Regions from separate parts of the Sus scrofa genome. Here region 2 is linked to region 1. The links are chromatin contacts, called in public HiChIP or PLAC-seq maps. All regions are on one chromosome and are shown on one strand. Each heading gives the region's core, a stretch centred on a gene start, on an enhancer-like site or on the middle of the called end of the contact. The rest is flanking DNA. Distances are from core to core; before and after follow the strand shown.

What was found. HiChIP or PLAC-seq counts read pairs in DNA pulled down with a chosen protein or histone mark.
Region 2: a contact with region 1 is called in an H3K27ac HiChIP or PLAC-seq map of skeletal muscle, with 8 times the contacts expected there. The contact joins two enhancer-like sites. A contact is called at or near these places in 1 of 47 Hi-C or Micro-C datasets (fetal skeletal muscle) and 2 of 2 datasets of contacts at active chromatin or transcription factors (alveolar macrophages and skeletal muscle).

Annotation. Positions count from the first base shown.
Region 1 is chr15:6,239,794-6,243,189 of Sscrofa11.1, reverse strand. No RefSeq gene overlaps it. Among named protein-coding and RNA genes, the nearest start is that of ZEB2, 1.3 Mb to the left of the region's middle. Within about 2 kb of position 1,824, at least 22 of the 83 cell types and tissues checked have an H3K27ac peak or open chromatin away from gene starts, as enhancers often do. A contact at or near this core is called in skeletal muscle, where this site is marked.
Region 2 is chr15:6,682,675-6,686,342 of Sscrofa11.1, reverse strand. All of the region lies in intron 1 of LOC106506175 (a long non-coding RNA gene), which reads right to left. Among named protein-coding and RNA genes, the nearest start is that of ZEB2, 810 kb to the left of the region's middle. Within about 2 kb of position 1,567, at least 6 of the 83 cell types and tissues checked have an H3K27ac peak or open chromatin away from gene starts, as enhancers often do. A contact at or near this core is called in skeletal muscle, where this site is marked.

The DNA.
Region 1 (3,396 bases), core at 575-3,074:
AGAGAAGTATCTCTCTAGTCTCCAATCTCTCCATCTCCAATCAGCCATGCCTCTGCATACGTGCATCTGTAGAAGACTGCAAACATGAAGCAATGTTTTTCAGTCGCCCTGATTTCACAAGTGTGTAAATCCCCGAAATTCTTCCCTTTTACTCTGAGCTCTCATTTGGGTGTTTGTATAGTTTGCATTCTCAAATGCCACCTGTTGAAAATAAAAGTCTCATGACATTTGCAAATTCTGGTTCATCCTAGTTTAGCTTTACACAGCAGTCTAATTTCACAGTGCTTAGCAATTACTTTTATTAGTTACTCCACCCAACAACCCTATGATGTCAGGAATTTCATCTCTTCCTCTCATTCTTTTCCTCTCTCCTGTTCCTTTTTTACACATATAAACACACAAACATCCACTTATTATCCCTTGAATTATTTTAGTGAATCTCTGTCTGCATCCCCAAATATTCCATATGACTGAAAGTAGCAAATGTCTGAAAAGATCATTTCTGTGTGGATACAAGCAGCTGAAGCACAGGGAAATAGAGATTTTTTTCTCTAATTATATATTTCTTATTTTAGAAACAATTTTCACCAGAAGTCAGAAGACTTAACAGTCTTAGCTATGTGACTTTAAACAAATCATGTTTTCTCAGCCCGCCTCAGTTTCCTTCTTGGTTAAAAGAAGGCAAGTACATGGGGGTCCATGGAGTGTCTGAGACATGTGGCTGTGCATTAAGGTTTTCAAGGGGCATCTGTGAGGTCAGGAAAGGATTTTTCTGGGGAATCAGAGCCAGACACAGTGTTCTTCCTGTTGATCACACACCCTCTGATAATGAACTCGGGGGGAGAGAGGTAAGGCTGCATGTTTCCCCAAAACCTGCTGTGCATACTTGAGATGCACACTTTCTAAAAAGTTAACTTTGTCAAAAAAAAAATTCTTTTAAGCTCTTCAAAATTGATTTATTCCTGTTATTGTCAAAGATTGGCTTTCTATGGTCATTTGGTAAATAAATAGCTTCAAGGGGGAAACAAACAGCGATGTTTTGCTTTTCTACTGCCAAGTTTACAAGTTAAATTTCAGCCACGACGTGTACTAAGAGCTTAGTGCTTCAAATGGCTAGAGGGAACCTGGGACTCTTGAAAGGGGCAGGGCAGTATGTTTTCTGCCATCACTCACTGAGTCACAGAAGCAGAAGATGAATGCCTTTTCAGGAGTTCTGTAGTTGTGATTTCACTCAAGTTCCAGTGGTTCTCAACCACTTCTCTAAATCTGAATGAAGAAGCAGCCACAGGGGCTGTGTGAATTAGGATAAAATGCATTCTGATTAAGGGCCGAAAGTGGCACTGGCTGTGGATTCATAAACTTTACAGTATGCTCAACATGTTCAGTACATGGAGAGCAGCATATCCTAAGAGACAGGACAGAACCCCCAAAACACACACCCTCTCCCATGCCCCGGTAGCAGCCTAACATATTTGTGTTTAATTACAGCCTATTTCTTTTAGCATCTCTGCCTCCCGTCAGCCACCTCTGTGCCTTTGGAAAGGCAGGCCTTCCACAGAGCATGTTCTTTTTACAAGTGTTGTGACAAGATTGTGTTTTGGTTCCAAAGGGTTAATCCCAATGTGAATTCTTTGCATGTGTAATTTAATACTTCATAACTGCTGAAAATTGGAGTCCACATAATTTATTTTCTTTGGTCGGGCACATTTGCCTCATGCTTGGCCGGGGCTGACTTCAGAAAGACACACCTAAAGCTCTCAAGTGTCCCAAGTGGCCCATGTCAGTTGTACAGAGGGATTGTGGTACTTGGCCAGAGCCCAAGGATTAGGTGTTCCTGAGAAGGTTTTTTTGGCTCTACAAAGCCCAAGGATGTCATGGGAATAGGCTGCACTCCCTTTTCCCCCTTGAAGGCCACATATCAACGGGGTATCTAACCACTCAGAGACAGGCTTTACACAAAGGTATACATTAAAACAAATAGAACATGCAACCAGAAAGAACCAAAAGAGAGGGAGGAATTGCTAAGTGGAGACAGGAAACAATTGCTTCATTGTTGGGGCCGTGATCTTAGAATTGCAGAGTGCAGCTCCATCTACAGGACTATTTGCAAAGCTGGAGCTTTTTGCTTAAAAAGCAAGGCAGAACTTTACATGCCAGCTTGCCCTGCACAGGCTTCACCTAATTCAAAAAAACCTACTTTTTACTGAAAAATAATTGTCCCTCTTTGATTAGAGGGATTGAAGAGCGACACAGAGATAATAAGTGAGAGGGGAAAGCTGTTCAAGGGGGCTTTCATTTAGCTCTTTTTCTTACATTGGCAGTAAATATTCTTCTCCTCCTTGCAATACTCATTTAATCTCTTTCTTTCCTTTTCAACAACTTCCTCTCATTTGGTTTCCTCTCATTATTCTTCGGTTTGGGAGGGGGCATGTGTATTTTCCCATTCAAGCAAAATAGAAGGCTGTGTTTGTTTGAACACCGTTCTTGTACTTCCTGGCAAGCTTTTGACTTTCAAGAAGGTTCAGGTTTTTAGGTTTAAAGGAGCTGAAAAACTTTAAAGTAATAATTAAAGCCAACTCTGTAAGTGCACATTTTCCTCTTTCTTCCCCCCTTTTATTTTAAAACCCTTGCCTGCCAATGCAGTGGCTGCTGTCTAATGCTATTTCAACAGGAGACCTGGGTTTCAGGACAAGATCCAGGCCATAGGGGAGACTTGATGGCTCGGGGAATTAGTAATGGGATTTGGAGCCCTTCATTTCTAGGTCACTGGTTTGAATAGAGCCCAGGTCAGTAATGACTGAAAGTTGTTACCACCCGATGTCTGCTCTTCCCACACTGATCTGAGGTTGCCCCGCCACCCAGTCCCCGAGTGCCTGTGGCACATCTGCGCTAATGGCCTTCATTGACAAGTTGGCTGTTACAACTTTAGGCCTAAATGTGATGCAGACCACCTCTGCCATGTGCAGAAAGAGTGTCCACGCTCTGCCCAAACTGCTTCTTCAGAGGATAATGGAGAGAGAGAGACAGAGACAGAGACAGAGACGTAGACAGAGAGAAAGAGAGAGAGAGAGAGAGGAGCACTTTAAAGCTCACTTGTCTTCCTGATGATTCTGGGACCTGGTTCATCTATCCTCACACACCCAAGTCTTTTCGGCATTAGATCCTCAGCCCCTCACAGGTTAAATGCACAGGGAAGGAATACCAGGCTACAGAGTGCTAAGTTTGCAAGTACTCCAAATATGAATGTTTGGAGAAAATGGATTGAAAAGATCTGAATTGGGATTTTTTTTTTTTTTTTATTTCTAGAACCCAAAAAGATGACCATTTGAAAATAATGCTTGCTGGATCCCAAATCTAGGGGGAAGCAGGGTATTTCCTGGGCTTACATTAATAGAG
Region 2 (3,668 bases), core at 318-2,817, 440 kb before region 1:
TACTTGTTAATCCATAAATAAGTATATGTCTATCACAGGCAGAGAAAATGAAGGGGTGGGGGAGAAACAATGCAGAGCAGCGGGGTTTCTGTGTGTGTCTAGCAGAGCATGAGAAAATGAGAATGATGTTAGTTTAGTTTTCATTCTATTCATCACACATGTTTTGGAGATAATAAATGGATATTGTCGTTTTTTTTTCAGGCAATATAATGCACATGAACTTTTTTAAGCTTTGTAGTTTTCCTTAGATTTTGTGGCAACATTTATAGAAATTTTAGAACAATTCAAAAGTCTAAAGGGAATGAAGTCCCTGAAAATTGGAGTGCTCTGTTGGATGGAATACATCCTGCTTATACATCTGAGTTTTGATGCAAATGCTGAAATGACAGGTAGAGAGAGGAGAATTATGGTGTCTGCTTATAGTCCCTGAAATGACATCCCTTGGCTAAATCCCCCTGCCAGGGGAGAAACAGACTATCTGGTATTTTGACAAGGAAGTGTTTATAAACACTAGAAAAAACTTGGACCTTCAGCAAAGAAGAGCTTATGAGAGGGGGCAGGGACAGAGTTAAACCAAGAATGTCTGGAAGAAGAGCAGCCAATACTGAACAACATTGCTTAAAAATCTAATGATGCGAGTTTCAGTTGCAGAGAAGGCTGAGTAGAATTTTGGGGGCATCTTTTACTTATTTTTCTTATCATACCATAAAAAGAAAAATTGAATTTCTAACAAAAATCATTCTGAATAATTTCTAATTAAGTTGAGACAGAGAAAGAAAATGATATAAAGATCTACTTTTACTTCAAAGCTCTCAGGAATAAAAGATGTTTACACTCACAAAAACAGATTCAAGTAACTTAGGCTACCCACCTCCCTGAAGAATTTCTGTAGCTGTGGCTCATTAGTTGAGGAAGGAAGAAGAGGGCAGGGGTCTGACTGAGGATTCTACTTGTGCCGCAAGGAGGCTCCAAGAGAGGGAGGCAATGCTACCTTGGCAACACTCGCAGTATCTTACAGTGACAAGTTCTCATTTAATTTGCTGCATATCCTTCTGTGTGGCCATAGCTACTGTAAAGGATCCATTACTCATTAAATAAGTGATGAATATACTCAAAAACTGCAGCCACATGGGCTGCACAAATGCATTTTCATATTATTAACATGTTGCCAACTTGCAACTCTTGGAAGTCTGAGTAAATGTTTTGACAAGAGGAGACAGCAAGGACAAATAAGAAGTAGCGGTCTTGAAGAAATTCAGCCCCACTTCTAACAGCTTTAAAGTCTTAAAGAGTGTTTTCACTGGGGCAGTACCAGATAAATTGCTCTTATATGTGCATGCAAGAGGCTAAAATTCCTTTGAAAGTTTATAATTTCTCATGGGAAAACACAACATAAAAGTTACTTTTACTCATAGAAAAACAAAACCATATTTTCCTGTCAACCTTTGCTGTTGGGAATTTCAAACTTTTTGCATTTTTTTCCTGTGATTCTTAGCTGGCCCAGGGGACAGGCGTTTACAACATAATTTACTTTCAACGTGTCTCTGTAAATCATTGTAATACTCTCTATTGCTTGTGGGGAAGAAAAAAAAGCTCCCAATGGGGCTTCTTGTCCCACTTTCCCAAGACTCTACCAGGCTAAACACAAACAGAAACTTTCCCTTTTTCATGTCCAACCTCAAAGACAAAAGCTCACAAAGGAAACATCATGCAGTGAGTACAGGTAGAGTTAGAAATATGGGAAGGCTCCCAGGGAAAAGATTATATTTTAAGATTAATTGTGGGGTGGGGGGGGATTGTCCCTAGGTGACATGGCAATTGGAGAAGGCTCAGGGCATTCTAGAGTAGGTGGGTTGCCCTCAGCCAAATAATTTAAAATCTTTTTTTCATACAAATATTAAGGACCTGTAGCATGTATTTGCCAAGCTATTAATATCAAGGATCATTCAGTTTTACATGAGAATTTGATGACTTATACACTGGCTGAACCTTCACCTTTTAGAACCTTAATGGGAATTTATTAGCTATTTCACAGTGTGTAAATTTGAATCTAGTTCAGATGAGAAAGAAAAATAGGGCATATCCAGGCCTAAAGAGTAACCTGAAAAGTAATATATCAGGGCAAAAAAGGATAAGGTATGAAATTAAACAGATGATTAAAAATGTCTTAAGCAGTCTGAGATTTGAAGACAGAACCTGAAAAATTAACACTCTATACAGATCATGGGGGTGCAAATTCAGGTGACGAGTGAGCCTGGTTCCTACACAAGCTGCAGATTAAGGAGTTAACATACCGTATTAACCTGCTTCTGCTAACTGTCCAGAACAGGAAATGTAACCCAGGTGGGTTTGATATTCACAAGATTAAAGCGTATGTGTACCATCAAATGGTCACCACATTAAAGCTGTTTTAATGAGGACTTGGGAGATAATAAATGAATGTCCCTAATTCACTGCAGAAAAGACAGCCTGACCTCCTTCTGACCTCTTTGTAGCCAGGTATCTTAAACAACATATTAGTTCTGCTTAAAGCCAAAATGGGATGGTCTGCAAGATAAAAACAAGCCAAATGCTTAAGAGAATGACTTTTGCTGGTGTTAAAGCCAGAGGAAAAAAAAAACCTTCTCCCTAGTGTCCTTATAAAAAGAACACTGTGTAACGGGATTAAAATCATCCTTACTGACACTTTTTCTCAGATACAACCCTCAGCTACGTCAGGCTGTTTCATATAGTGCCCCTCAATACCATCCAACAACATCATGCCAGGAAAATACCACTAGGTAAAGGTGTGGGCGGAGGACTATTATTTAAGGATATAACTTTCTGCCAGTTTATTTTAATCTGAGTAAAATTTAGAGGATTTAGAAGGACTGCTCATCTTTCAGGTAAAGCCTTTATAAATATCAAGCTTTTGATAGATTTATGACAGCAGTAATTGTGCTTCCTAGGAAATACTCAGGGCACAGCCAATTTATTGTGGTCCCACTTGTTTTTCCAGGGAGCAGGAATAGGGTCAGGTTTTGTAGAAACTGAGGACCCAGTGATGGTTTTTGCCAAATAAGAGACAACTTGTCTTCTGCTAAGAGGTGAACCAAAGGAGAAGCTCTGATTAGGGACGAGAGGACAAACAGGAAGTACTCCAGTGCCTATTTGGGTCATTGACTGCAAACGCTATAGAATAAACTTAAATTCATACAAGTGAGAATTCATTTTAAGTCTTGACCAACATAGATACTATCAATACTTTAAGCTACAATGGGTTTCAGATTTTTTTCCCCTGTAAGAAAAAAACCATGCTGGATGGAATTGGCTGAGTTTATATGAGCCTTATATTGGAGTGTTTTCTCTTAAATAAGCTTATCGAGTAAGTTTTCAGATGAATTAAATGATTATTTTGGTTTTTAGGTCCACAGCTTCAGCTTTTAAAGCATATCTTTAGTTTAAAATACTGAAGAAAACTTAAATGAAAGGGGAAAGTCCTCAAAATTATTTTCCAGGCCAGATTTATTTTGGCAGTCACATGCAGGAAACTATGTAGTGTACCAAGTTTTGAGTATTGTATTTGGACACTAATCCATAACTGTAGTCATCAGTTTACTGACAACCATCTGCTTGGCCACTACTCCCACATTCTAATAAGTAGTGTAGGATTAAAGGCAACAGACAAT